2 separate regions of the Sus scrofa genome follow, and region 2 is linked to region 1. Evidence: chromatin contacts called from public Hi-C data. All regions are on one chromosome and are shown on one strand. The core of a region is the stretch at or near the end of the contact, and the rest is flanking DNA. Distances in the headings are between cores, read along the strand shown.

What was found. Hi-C and Micro-C count contacts between places; a contact is called where the count stands out from the background.
Region 2: a contact with region 1 is called in a Hi-C map of embryonic fibroblasts, with 1.5 times the contacts expected there. The contact joins two enhancer-like sites. A contact is called at or near these places in 2 of 5 promoter capture datasets (liver and skeletal muscle) and 1 of 47 Hi-C or Micro-C datasets (embryonic fibroblasts).

What each region holds. Positions count from the first base shown.
Region 1 is chr1:246,552,610-246,558,983 of Sscrofa11.1, forward strand. All of the region lies in intron 1 of SLC44A1 (choline transporter-like protein 1), which reads left to right. Among named protein-coding and RNA genes, the nearest start is that of SLC44A1, 7.3 kb to the left of the region's middle. Within about 2 kb of position 4,257, at least 29 of the 83 cell types and tissues checked have an H3K27ac peak or open chromatin away from gene starts, as enhancers often do. A contact at or near this core is called in embryonic fibroblasts, where this site is marked.
Region 2 is chr1:246,629,723-246,635,990 of Sscrofa11.1, forward strand. The region is part of intron 3 of SLC44A1 (choline transporter-like protein 1); the gene reads left to right. Among named protein-coding and RNA genes, the nearest start is that of SLC44A1, 84 kb to the left of the region's middle. Within about 2 kb of position 3,514, at least 8 of the 83 cell types and tissues checked have an H3K27ac peak or open chromatin away from gene starts, as enhancers often do. A contact at or near this core is called in embryonic fibroblasts, where this site is marked.

The DNA.
Region 1 (6,374 bases), core at 3,007-5,506:
AGGGAAGGAGGAGAATCTTTATGGTTGAACAAACCCCTCATCTCTCTGACATTAGGAGAGATTGTTCTTGTCTGTGTTCTTGTCCATGTCTTCAAATTGAGAGCTATATATTTAACTGTATTTTTCTAGCTCTTATATCTTGTCTTGGGAGTAGTGAAAAACAATCAATTGGTTCACAAATACTGGTTAACTTTTGAGTATGTTAACTCTTCTGTAACAAAATTTTAATAGTACTGTAGTCTCCTGGTTTGTGGAATTTGAAGTCAGAGGGTAAAAATGAAATTTGAAGAGTGTAATGGGAATAACCAACAGAGACTTAGTTGTTCTATTAAAATATGTCCAGTAAAGTACACCTGCTTTAACTAGAACAGAAAAGTCAAAGCCTGAAGACAATTTAGTTTCTTCTTCTTCTGAATACTGCGCTGTTAGCATAGAAGATCTGTTCCTCCAAAAATGTAAATCAAAGTTAATATTTAAAATTGGCTGGAAAGTAATGTAAAAATGGTGATACCTTTTGTGTAGTTATTTTTCTTTATTCTTTTTTCCTCTTTTTTTGGCTGCACCTGTGGCATATCCCTGGAAGTTCCCAGGTCAGGGATCGAACACTAGCCACAGCAGCCACTTGAGTGGAAGCAGTCGAAATGATGGATCCTTAACCCACAGAGCTGCAGAGGAACTCCATGTATAGCTCTTTTTCACAGCCATTTTATGTTTTAATTTCTCCGATAATTCTGAAGTTGACTTGACTTCCATTTTGTAGCTGAGGAAGTTGAGACTTGGACATTCACAAAATTGGCTGAAATCTCAGAGCTATACTACTAATCCAAATTTTACTCCAGGTTTTTTGACTGCTTTACTTTCTGTGTTCACATACATGCTCCCCAAACCTTAAACTGCAGCTCATTTTATCTTTAGAAAAAGTCCACTTAATAACATTTTGAATTAAGGAGTGTCCAAGTTAAATTCATGTTGTTTTGAACTTGCTGCAGTTACTAGCTGTAGAACAACATAATTCAGCAAAACTAGTCCAATTAGAATGTTCCCAGGTTTAACAGATACTTCCAAATAGTATTTGCTGTGTTAATCCTGTCATTAGAAATGTTACCAGCTTGGAGGATATTTATTTATAGCAATATATTCTGTATTATACTACTGATAATTGGCTAATAGCTATTTTTCTATCTCCTTCCCCCCAAACCATCCAAGAAGAAAGAAATATTTCAATTTTGTAACTTTGGCTCTGATTTTGGGGACTCTAGGGGATATTAGAGATAAACTAAGCCTACGATCTCACTTTTCTATTGAGCTAAACTAGAATTTAGAGATATGAAGTAGTCTGAGGTCAGAGAAATACATTATGAGGTAACTAGGACTAGAAACCTACTTAGTCTCAATCTCTTGATCTTTCTATAGTTACTGCTAATTCTTAATGTCCTAAATCTTCTTATCTTTGCAACCTTGGCTCCACATTGGAAACACTTAGAGAGCTTTAAAGACACTGATGTCTGGGTTCTCCTCCCAAAGACTGTGATTTCATTGGTTTAGGGGTACTGCCTGGGTATCAGTGTTTTTTAGTTTTCATGTTCGGCCAAGGATGAAAACCACTGTTACATACCCTTTCTTTACTTAATTCCATCTCCTATGGTTTCAGTAACTATCCATATGCTGATAATTCCAAACTGAATTACTGAACTGAAACCAATTTCGTCCTGGTTTCTGAGCCTTATATCCACTGATTACTTAGCACTTCCACTAGAATACCTTGCAGGCAACTCAAACTCAGCATGTCAAAAATTAAACTCAAAATTTGTGTACACATACACACACGTCTTTTTCAGCATCTTTGGTTCACTGAATGATAGTGATATTTTCCCCGGGAAAGTGGAAACCTGAGGTGTGCAGGAAACCTGTCTTTCATTCTCAGTTACCTAGTCACCAGATCCTGCCTCTTTTGCTTTGTACACTCCACTCCCAGCCCCTAGTCTAAGCTTCTATCATGTCCAGCCAAAACTGTGCTTCCAGATCTCCCCTTATTCATTCATGCTTCCTTTCAATTTTTCTCCATATTGCAGTCTTAGCGGTCTCTAAAAAATCCAAAGCTAATTTTGTTCCTGCTTCCTTGAAACCCTTTAATGGTTTCTCTTTGCTCTTAGGACAAAGAGGAGAAGAACACTGTGTGGGTGTAGTCCCCTTCTGTTTCCCCAGCCTTTGCCCACTCATACCTTACTTCTCCTTATTCTTTGTGTTTCAGGCTCACAGATTCTTCAGGAGACTGTATTCCTCTTTCTTTTCGAGCTTTTGCACATGCTTTTAACTTGTCTGGAATGTTCTTTGCTTTTCTCCCTGGGCTGGCTCTTCCTTTAAGTTTCAGCCTCCAAATCACTTGTTTGGAAAAGGCTTCCTTAATTCTTCAACCCAAGCCATGTGTCCTCATTAAATTCTCATTCACCCTTTGAACATTTAAAGCAGTAAACAAATAATTATACCCCTGGACCAGGGGTTGGCAAAACTACAGCCCATGGGCCAAATCTGGCTGTACCTGTTTTTGTATGACTTTGCGAGCTAAGAATGCCAAAGATGGTATTTATATATTTAAATGGTTGAACAAATTAGAAGAACATTTTTGCATGAGAAATGTATTTCATAAAAATTATATAAATTTGAATTCTTTGCCTGAAAATAAAGTTTTCTGGATACATGCACTCTCATTTGTTTTCACATCGTCTGTAGCTGCTCTTAATGCTACAATGGCAGAGTTGAATAGTTAGTTGTGACAGACTTTATGGTCTACAAGTGTAAATGTTTATTCTGTGGCTCTTTAGGGAAAATGTTTGCTGACCCCTGGTCTAGATTGAGTTGCTGAGGAGAGGGACCACATCTGCTTTGTTCATTGCTTTTACTCTCTGTGCTTAGCTGGTACCTGATACATGGTAGGTGTTCATGAAATTTTCGAATTAATAAGATGTTCTTTTTCCTTTAATGGATGGATGTGGATGAACTCTTACCTTAGTGACTCGGATGTTTTAAAATTCAGTGTAAAATCTTTTTAAAGGGACAAATAATTTTGAGGAAGATTCTCAGCTGAATTTTTAGCAGCATCTTAAGCAGCTTCTCTGTGGCACGTATACATCTCACATATGAAGCAAGTGTACTTGTAGAGGTGTACGTTTGGGCGTATTTTTTCCCCCTTGGTGGACTCCTTTCTGATTTCATATCAGCTGTATAATAGGATTTATTTAAGAAACATTTTGTTGATAAAATGCTGGAATTTATTTTTTTGTGAAAATAATATTATTACTGTTTTTAGCTGCTCACTACAATATCCCACAACTATTTAGACATCTCTTTAGTAAGGAAAGTATTAAGAGCTATTTTTATCCTAATATTTATTTATTTATTTATTACTTTGTAGGGCTGCACCTGTGGCATATGGAAGTTCCCAGGCTAGGCGTTGAATCAGAGCTACAGCTGCCAGCCTACACCACAGCCACAGCTATACAGGATCTGAGCCATGTCTGCGACCTACATTGCAGCTCGCTGCAACTCTGGATGCTTTAACCCACTGAGTGAGGCCAGGGAATCGAACCCACATCTTCATGGATACTAGTCAGGTTCCTTACCACTGAGGCACGATGGGAACTCCCTATCCTAATTTTTAAGGTTGCTAGATATGCTGAAAACTTGAACAGAAGTGTTTAATTTCTGGATACATTTGTATAATATAAAATGAGAACAGCAAAAAGGTGGAAAAATTGAAATATATGGTTACTTTAAGATGTTTAAGTAGCAGGGAAAGTATTAAAGTTTGCTCTTTTTTTTTTTTTTTCCCTTTTAAGTAGCATTGTGATAATGGTAATGATGATAATAAGGATCTTGTAAGATTTTTCATTAGGAACCACTTAAAGATGATTCTGCTTTAAGAAATGAAAAACCTTAAATCTAAATAGTTAAAGCATTAAGGAAAACTTTTATATGAGTTGAGAGGTAGGGTGGCTTCCAGCCTGGTTAGTTCAGTAGCTTGGTATTGTCAATAAGGACCTGAGTTGTCTCTTTTTGTTATTTAAGGAAGGTAGCTTTTCCTCACGTAGGTCGCCTCCTGATCTGAAGATGGATGTGACTCTCTCAAAGACTCTTGTTATGCTGAGCTGACTGCCTCCATCCAGTGGTTTTTCTTTAATGGGAGTTAGGGAGGGCTGCCTACTCATCCCTAAACAATGTCAAGCGAGGGGGAGGCTAGGGCACTGTAATTGGCTTGACTAACCAGGATTTCCCTCTGAGTCAAGTGGAGGGTGGAGCCACACCAGGACAAACTTAGGACTTTGCTGGCAAGGCTTGAGGCGGAGGAGGGTTGGGGAGCACTGGGACTAGGTAGGCAGCTGGTAGTACCTACTACCTAGTTTTGCTATTTTATCTGCCTATGAAATCACACTTTTATAAAGTTTCCTAATGTTTTACTTATAGCTCCATTATAAAACTTTTCACAGTTCATAGTTGAAAGTCACACAGTTATCTTCCTGTTTTCCCAGTGACAGATACTGCTCTCGTCACTGCCCAAGTGCTATTTTTCTCTTTTCTCCACCTCCACTGCCTCTTTCCCATTCTGAGATGAGGATAGCTTCTGGATAAAGAAGAACGTTTAAGGTTGGGATGATGGTTAAGTAGCTAATCAGTATTCCCACAACCCTTGGGCCCTGAGAGAACCTTGGGGTCTAGCATGACTTGTTCAAGCTCTCAATTTCCTTTGCTACCTCTTCTTGCTTCTTTGTGTGTTTATCTCTGTAGGACTGGTATTCATGTTTTCTTTTTTGGTCCCTCCCCCTAAAATTTTCTTTTTCCTTCCTTTTCTTTCTACCCCTACCTGATGCACTTAAGGAATCATAGTAGTGAATATTCTAGAACAGAAAAGTAGAAAGAGAGTGTCTTTGGTTTCCCTTCTATTTAATTTTGGGGTTTTTATGTTTGTTTTTTGGTATAACAATAATAAAACCAAAGATCCACGTCATTATTTAGAATATCTATGATATAAAGAGCTCTCACAGTATAAATAAAGAGTTCTCACAGTACAAATAAAAACTGCATCTTTGCCAGAAATATCTAATTTACAGAAGGAGAAGTAATGAACTAAAATGTAAATATGTTCAATTTTGCTGATCAAATTAAGGGCACATAGACACCCTTTTTGTCTGTAACTTTAGTAAAAGTTAATAGAATAATATTAATTACTCTTGTGATTTTGTCTCAAGTATTCTTTATTGATTTGCTGAATAAATTGGAATGACCCTCCTGGGACAGTGTTGATGACATACATTGAAAGCCATAAAAAAAGTTGACACCCTTTATTTAGTAATCCAAAAGTATAATAATGCATCATAATAATGGCATTATTTGTAATAAAAAGTTTAAATTTTTATTTTTATTTTTTTGTCTTTTTGCCATTTCTTGGGCTGCTCCCGTGGCATATGGAGGTTCCCAGGGTAGGGGTCCAATCGGAGCTGTAGCTGCCGGCCTACACCAGAGCCACAGTGACGCGGGATCCGAGCCGCGTCTGCAACCTACACCACAGCTCACAGCAATGCCGGATCCCCAACCCACTGAGCAAGGCCAGGGACTGAACCTGCAACCTCATGGTTCCTGGTCAGACTTGTCAACCACTGAGCCACGACGGGAACTCCTAAAAAGTTTAATTTTAAACATATGTAAAATTTTCTTAAAGTTCAGTTGAATTGAGTTAATTATATGTTTCTCACTTTACCAACCCCAACTAAATGATTCTTCCTTAATGGATAAGTAGCTTTCTGCCATCCTCGTAAGAAATCCTTTCCCTACTGCTGCTGGGAAGGGCTACTGGAATCTGAGTACTGATATACATCTTATACTGGCAGCAGTATGGGCTTGTAGAGCTAGACTGTATGGGTTTAAAGTCATCAGCTGGGTTATTTGGGCCAAATTCTTTAATGTTTGGTGCCTCAGTTTATTGCTATAAAACGGCAATAATAACAAAACCTGCCTCGCAGGCTTGTAGCAAACCCATGCACAACCTATGAAAATATCTCAGACATTATTAATATAAATTAATTCTCTCAGGTCTTCTACCCATTATTACTCCCCTAAAAAATTCTGCTTTTGGGTTCTGGAAAAGGGACCCTGACTTCAAAAAATTTTAAATTGTGTCTGGAAGATGAGTGTTAAGGGTAAAATGAATAACAGTAATAATGAGATGCTGAATTGGAGCGTTAGGAGTTTAGGAGATGAAGAAGTCAAGAAAGGATGGGCTAGTTAGTGGGCTTCCGGAAAATCACTCTTAATTTGGCTTTGAAGGATGGGTTTAGCAAGTGGGAGGATAGACAGATTTTTGTAGAAAGCAGGGACAAAAG
Region 2 (6,268 bases), core at 2,264-4,763, 76 kb after region 1:
TTTTAGTGAGGAAGACAAAAGCATAGATAAACTATTCCATTGCAGTGTGGGAAAGTATATATTGAAAGCTGGGTGACTCCAGTTTCCTGGGTTCCTAACTGCAGGCTGGTAGGCACAGGAAAATAAGGCAATTTGATGGTAGCACTGGAACCACCATGGTGTTCAGTTCTACTGCTTCTGTAACAAATTACCACAAACTAAGTGCCTTAAAAGAACAAGTTCTGTAAATCAGAAGTCTGTGCACAGCATGGCTCAGCTGGTTCCCTGCTCCGGGTGTCGCAAGGCTGAAATCAAAATGTTGGCAGGGCTGTGTTCCTTACCAGGGACTCTGGGGAATGAATCTTTTTCCACGTTCATTCAGGCTTTTGGCAGAGTTCAGTTCCACATGGCTGTAGGACAAGGTTCCATTTCCTTGCTGGCTATCAGCCAGGGGTCATTTTCAGCTTCCAGAGGCAACCCATGTATTCTCTAGCCTATATTCTGTGGCTCATGGTCCCATTACTTCAACAACAGTGAGTCAGAACCTTCTTAGGCCTCAGTCTGTCTGACCTCCCCTTCTTGAGGGTTGCATTGTCCATGTGGGTTGAAGAATCTCTCGGCCAGTGATTGGGGGTTCAGGAACAGAATCATTTAAAGTCCGGATTTGGAGCCCCATTTAGGTGAGGGACCTGCATCCCAGCAGGGGAAAATCAAATCATGCAGCCCTGTGGAAGGAGGGAACACATGGTGGTGATGAGGCCAGGGGGGTGGGGGCTGGAGGTGGGGGAAGCTGGGGGTGGATGTGGGTTCTTGGGCCAAGAGGCACCTCCAAGAGGCCATCTGAAATGAGGGTGGGATTCCGATTAGAATGCCAAGCTTGGTTCTTTTTGGCTGAAGAACATCATCCGCAGGTTGGAGGGAGTTCTGCTGGCCAGCCTAAATTAGCCTGGTAAAAGCTGGGTGCATACAGTAAGGCCCTCCCGGCTCTGTTTTGTGGAGCTGTACAGGCTTAGGAGAACAGAGGGAGTGCATTTATGCATTGTGCTGGTTTGAGTTTTGCAGTGACCAGAGTATTATTCAGAGCAGCCCAGTAGATTGTCTGCTCCTTCCCACACTTAGAGATAAGTTTGTACAAAGAGATACCCTGAGCCTTTGATGAGTTTGCCCTCCTGTCAAACACTCTCTGATTCTGACATTAACTTACCGCCTCTCTAGTTTGGCTCAACATGAAAAAGAGCAGCCTTGGTGGATACTTCACTAGAACTTGCACTTGTGGACTCATTTACAAGCATTTGGGAAGAGTAACATTCATGATACTCTCTGGAAACTTTTTGTTTTATTTATGCAGTTTTTCCTAATCTTTCATTTTTCTTTCATGGACTATGTTAGAAGTTGTAAAAATCATAGCTGAATTTTCTTTCAGAAGGCAAATTTACGGAGGCATCTTTGGAAAATATTTTTTGTCCTTTCATGACCACACCCTCTTTAGCCTGAATTTTACAAAAACTTTTTACAAAGTAACATCTGTATTGCTAGTAAGATTCTACCTCTAGGATAATGCTTGCTTTGGATATTACTGCTTAGCAGTTTGAAAAAAGAGATCCACCTGCATAACATAGAAAAATCAGGAGTTGAAAGTTGAAACGTTAGGCAGATTCTAAATAAAGAAATAAAAAGCCATCCAACAGAATTTGATGATAGCTGTGCACCTACACAAGGAAGGGATGGTTGGTTTTTCTATGTGTTACCTGCCTAGGTTATATACTTAACATATCTAAGTTAAATATGCTTACTGCTACTTATCCAGAGTCTTACTACTTGGGTTGGTTCCAGATTAACCAGACAGCAGCAAAATTTTTGTTGTTTTGTCATTGTACACAGCTTATAGATATGACCTTAGTAATATACTTTAGGTAATTATTAACCACTTCAACTATGAGTTTTATGGTCATCAATTTGCCACCTCTTTATATATCTGGATATGAGAGTTGAAGACAACTGAGAAGTTAGAGGGTACACAGTCCCTCTAACACATAACCAGCCTCACTTTTTTAAAATTTAATTTTACTTGAGTATAGTTGATTTACAATATTGTATTAGTTTCAGAGGTTCAGCAAAGTAAATTAGTTGTACATGTAAATATATCCATTCCTTTTTCTCACATTGCTCAGTTATTATAGACTACTGAGTGGATTTTCCTGTGCTATAGACTGTTTTATACAGTAGTATGAATGTATTCCCACCCTTGCAATTCTTCCCTCCCCCTACAGCATAAGATTGGTTTTGAAATCTGTAACTTTGTTTCTGTTTTTTATTTTTCTTTTATTTTTGTCTCTTTGGGGCTACATCCACAGCATATGGAAATTCCCAGGCTAGGGGTCAAATTGGAGCTGTAGCTGCTGGCCACAGCCACAGTCATAGCAACTGGAGAGCTGAGCTGCATCTGCCACCTACCCCCCAGCTCCACAGCACTGCCAGATCCTTAGCCCACTGAGTGAGGCTGGGAATCTAACTCATATCTTCATGCATACTAGTTGGGTTCAGTACCACTGAGCTATGATGAGAGCTCCTGGTTTTTTTTATTTTAATTTTTTTGTCTTTTTAGGGCTGCACCCGTGGCATGTGAAGGTTCCCAGGTTAGGGGTGGAATCAGAGCTACAGCTGCTAGGCTACACCACAGCCACAATAATGTGGGATCCAAGCCTCATCTGTGACCTACACCACAGCTCACAGCAAGGCTGGATCCTCAACCCACTGAGCGAGGCCAGGAATCGAACCCACATCTTCATGGATACTAGTCGGGTTTATTATTGCTGAGCCACAATGAGAACTCCTGTTTCTGTTTTTTAAGTAAGTTTTTTGGGGGGAGTTTCCATTGTGGCTCAGTGGAAACGAATCTGACTAGCATCCATGAGGACTCAGTTTTGATCCCTGGCCTCACTCAGTGGGTTAAGGATCCGGTATTGCTGTGAGCTGTGGTATAGGTCACAGATGGGGCTCAGATCCTGCGTTGCTGTGGCTGTGGTGTAGGCCAGCAGCTACAGCTCCGATTCAACTCCTAGCCTGGGAACCTCCATATGCCATGGGTGCGGCCCTAGAAAAAAAAGAAAGAAAAGTTTTTTTGGTATCATTTTATTAGATGCCACATATAAGTGATAGCATATGATTATTTGTCTGACTTACTTCACTTAGTATGATAATGTCTAGGTCCATCCATGTCATTGCAAATCAGCCTCACCTTTGACAGTAAATGCAAGTTCAGGGGTCCACAAAGTCACTCTTAGGTTTGATAATTTTCCAGAAAGCCTCACCGAACTCACCGAAATATATTACACTCAGTTATAGTTTATTACAAGGAAAAGCAAACAGATTAAAAAAGGAGCTAACGAGACTCTGTACCATTGTTCTTTCCCCCTGGAATCAGGGAATGTAACTTGCCTGGCATTGATGTGTGATAATGCACATGAGTATTGCCAGCTGCGGACCTCACCCAGGCTTCAGCATTTAGAATTTTTACTAGGGCTTCTAAACTATGCAAACATGATTCATTGCCTGTGTGGCTGACTCAATCTCAGCCGCTGTGGTCAGGCTGACACCATATGATCCAACATTGCTGATCTTTCTAAGAGCGGTCAGATTCCACCCTAACCTGACCTCCTACCTTCACTTTGTTACACCACCTGCCATGACCTACCTAAATCCCTAGGCAAATAAAGACCCTCTTACAAGACTTAGAGATTAATTTGCAAAAGCCCAGGACAAAGTCCCAACCTCTGAGTAGATTAAATTTTTTACAACCCGCTGGCACTCTTTAGATTTTATAAAATGCATTTCCAAGGTGAAATTTAAAATATCTAACAGTCTTACTGAGGTATAACTTATATATAGTGATTTACCCTTTTTAAGGGTACATTAGAATTTTGGTAACTGTATATAATCCTGTGCCCCCGTCATAATAACTACTTCTTTTGCCCCCAGAAGATTACCTCATGCTCATTGCAGTCAGTCCTTGCCCCATCCTTGTCCCCAAATAACCACTGAGCTGCTTTCTGTTAGTATAGTTTTGTCTCTTCTAGAATTGCATGTTCATGGAGTCATACAGTGTGTAGTATTTTGTGCCACTTTTGTTCATATAGCATAGTAATGTGAGATTCATCCATATTGTTAAATATATCTGTGGTTTGTGCCTTTTTAATTGCTGAGTAGTATTTCATTGTGTGCATATACCACATTTTGTTTATCTATTCACCTGTTTTTGGATGTATGTTTTTTTCCATACTTATTATTTTCCAGTCTTTTTCTTTTTCTTTTTTTTTTTTTTAGGGCTGCACATGGAGGTTCCCAGGCTAGGGGTTGAATCAAAGCTGTAGCCTATGTGACAGCCACAGCAAAGTGGGATCCTAGCTGTGTCTGCAACCTACACCACAGCTCACAGCAATGCCAGATCCCCAACCCAAGAAGATCAAACTCAAGGCCAGGGATCAAACATGCATCCTCATAGATACTAGTCAGATTGGCTTCCGCTGAGCCACAACGGTAACTTTTTAATCTTAACTATCCTCGTGCATGTATAGATGTATCTCACTGTGGTTTTAATTTGCATATTTCTAGTGACTGATGATGTTGAGCATCTTTTTAAGTGTTAGTTGACTATCCACATATCTTCTTTCCTTCCATCCATAAAACTTCTTTCACTAAGTATGTATTTAAGTCATTCACACATTTGCAAATATATTGGCTTGTTTGTTTTAATAAGTTATGAGTTCTTTATATATTCTAGGTAAAAGACCTTTGCTGGGCATGGTTTGTAAATATTTCTCTGATATAGAAGGTGGTTCATCTTTTTATTTTCTTCATGGTATCTTTCCACAAATAAAACGTTTTTAATTTTGATGAAGTCTATAATTTATCCCTGAGATAAAATTTTAAAACATCACATAAAATGTGACCTTTTAATGGTTCATGCTTTTTGTGTGCTAAGCAATCATTGCTGTACCCAAATCAGCACTTATATTTTGTTTTCTTCTAGAAGTTTTTCTTATTTAGCACTTAAACGTTTGTATACAGTGTGAAGAGGTCAAAGTTTATTTGTTTTTCACATAAAAAGTCAGGAGTTCCCATCGTGGCTTAGAGGAAAGAACCTGACTAATATCCATGAGGATACAAGTTTCATCCCTGGCCCAGCTTGGTAGGTTAAGGATCTGGCCTTGCTGTGAGCTGCGGTTAGGTCACAGACTCAGATCTGGCGTTGCTGTGGCTGTGGTGTAGGCCAGCAGCTGTAGCTCCAATTCGACCCCTAGCCTGGGAATTTCCATATGCTGCACCTGTGGCCCTTAGAAAAAAATTTCCAGTTATTCTAGCAGCATTTATTGAAAGACTGTCTCCCCCATTGAATTACTTTGGCATCTTTGTCAAAAACAGATTTCGGAGTTCCCGTCGTGGCGCAGTGGTTAACGAATCCGACTAGGAACCATGAGGTTGTGGGTTTGGTCCCTGCCCTTGCTCAGTGGGTTAACGATCTGGCGTTGCTGTGAGCTGTGGTGTAGGTTGCAGACGCAGCTCGGATCCCGCGTTGCTGTGGCTCTGGTGTAGGCCAGTGGCTACAGCTCCGATTCGACCCCTAGCCTGGGAACCTCCATATGCCGTGGGAGTGGCCCAAGAAATAGCAAAAAAAAAAAAAAAAAAAAAAAACAGATTTCATTTTAAGTCTGAGGATGTGAAAGAAAGTTGATGGAGTTTCTAGTAGTGACAGGTATCAATATTATGGGGAAATAGTCTATTTAAAATCAAACAAAATGAGGATGTAACCTTTTTATATCATTTTGTAAAATAACTAGTTGCAACAAATCATATAAAAGAAATAAATGAAATGTGCGTAGGTCAGTAGAAGAGAAAAATAATGCTGTTTGTCAGTGAAAAGGGACTGTAACCGGAATGCTATAGGAGATTCAACAAAAACATATCCTGAAATGAGATGCTTAAATCATGGGTTATAAAACATACGCCTAACTGAATTCACTCATTTATTTTATCAGTAGACACAATATAATGAAAAAGATAATATTTGTTTTATTAAAAAATAAAATCTAACAAGATATAGGGCTAAACTCAGCCAATTATGCTTTAATAGAAAAAAAGGAAAACAAATAATAAGAGAAATATAATCTGTTCATGGTTGATAGTCTTAATATAATGAAGATGACAATACTAACAAAGTTAATTTATAGATTTAATACAATACCAGTTAAGATCTAAATAGGATGTTGAATTGAACTTGATTGATAGTATA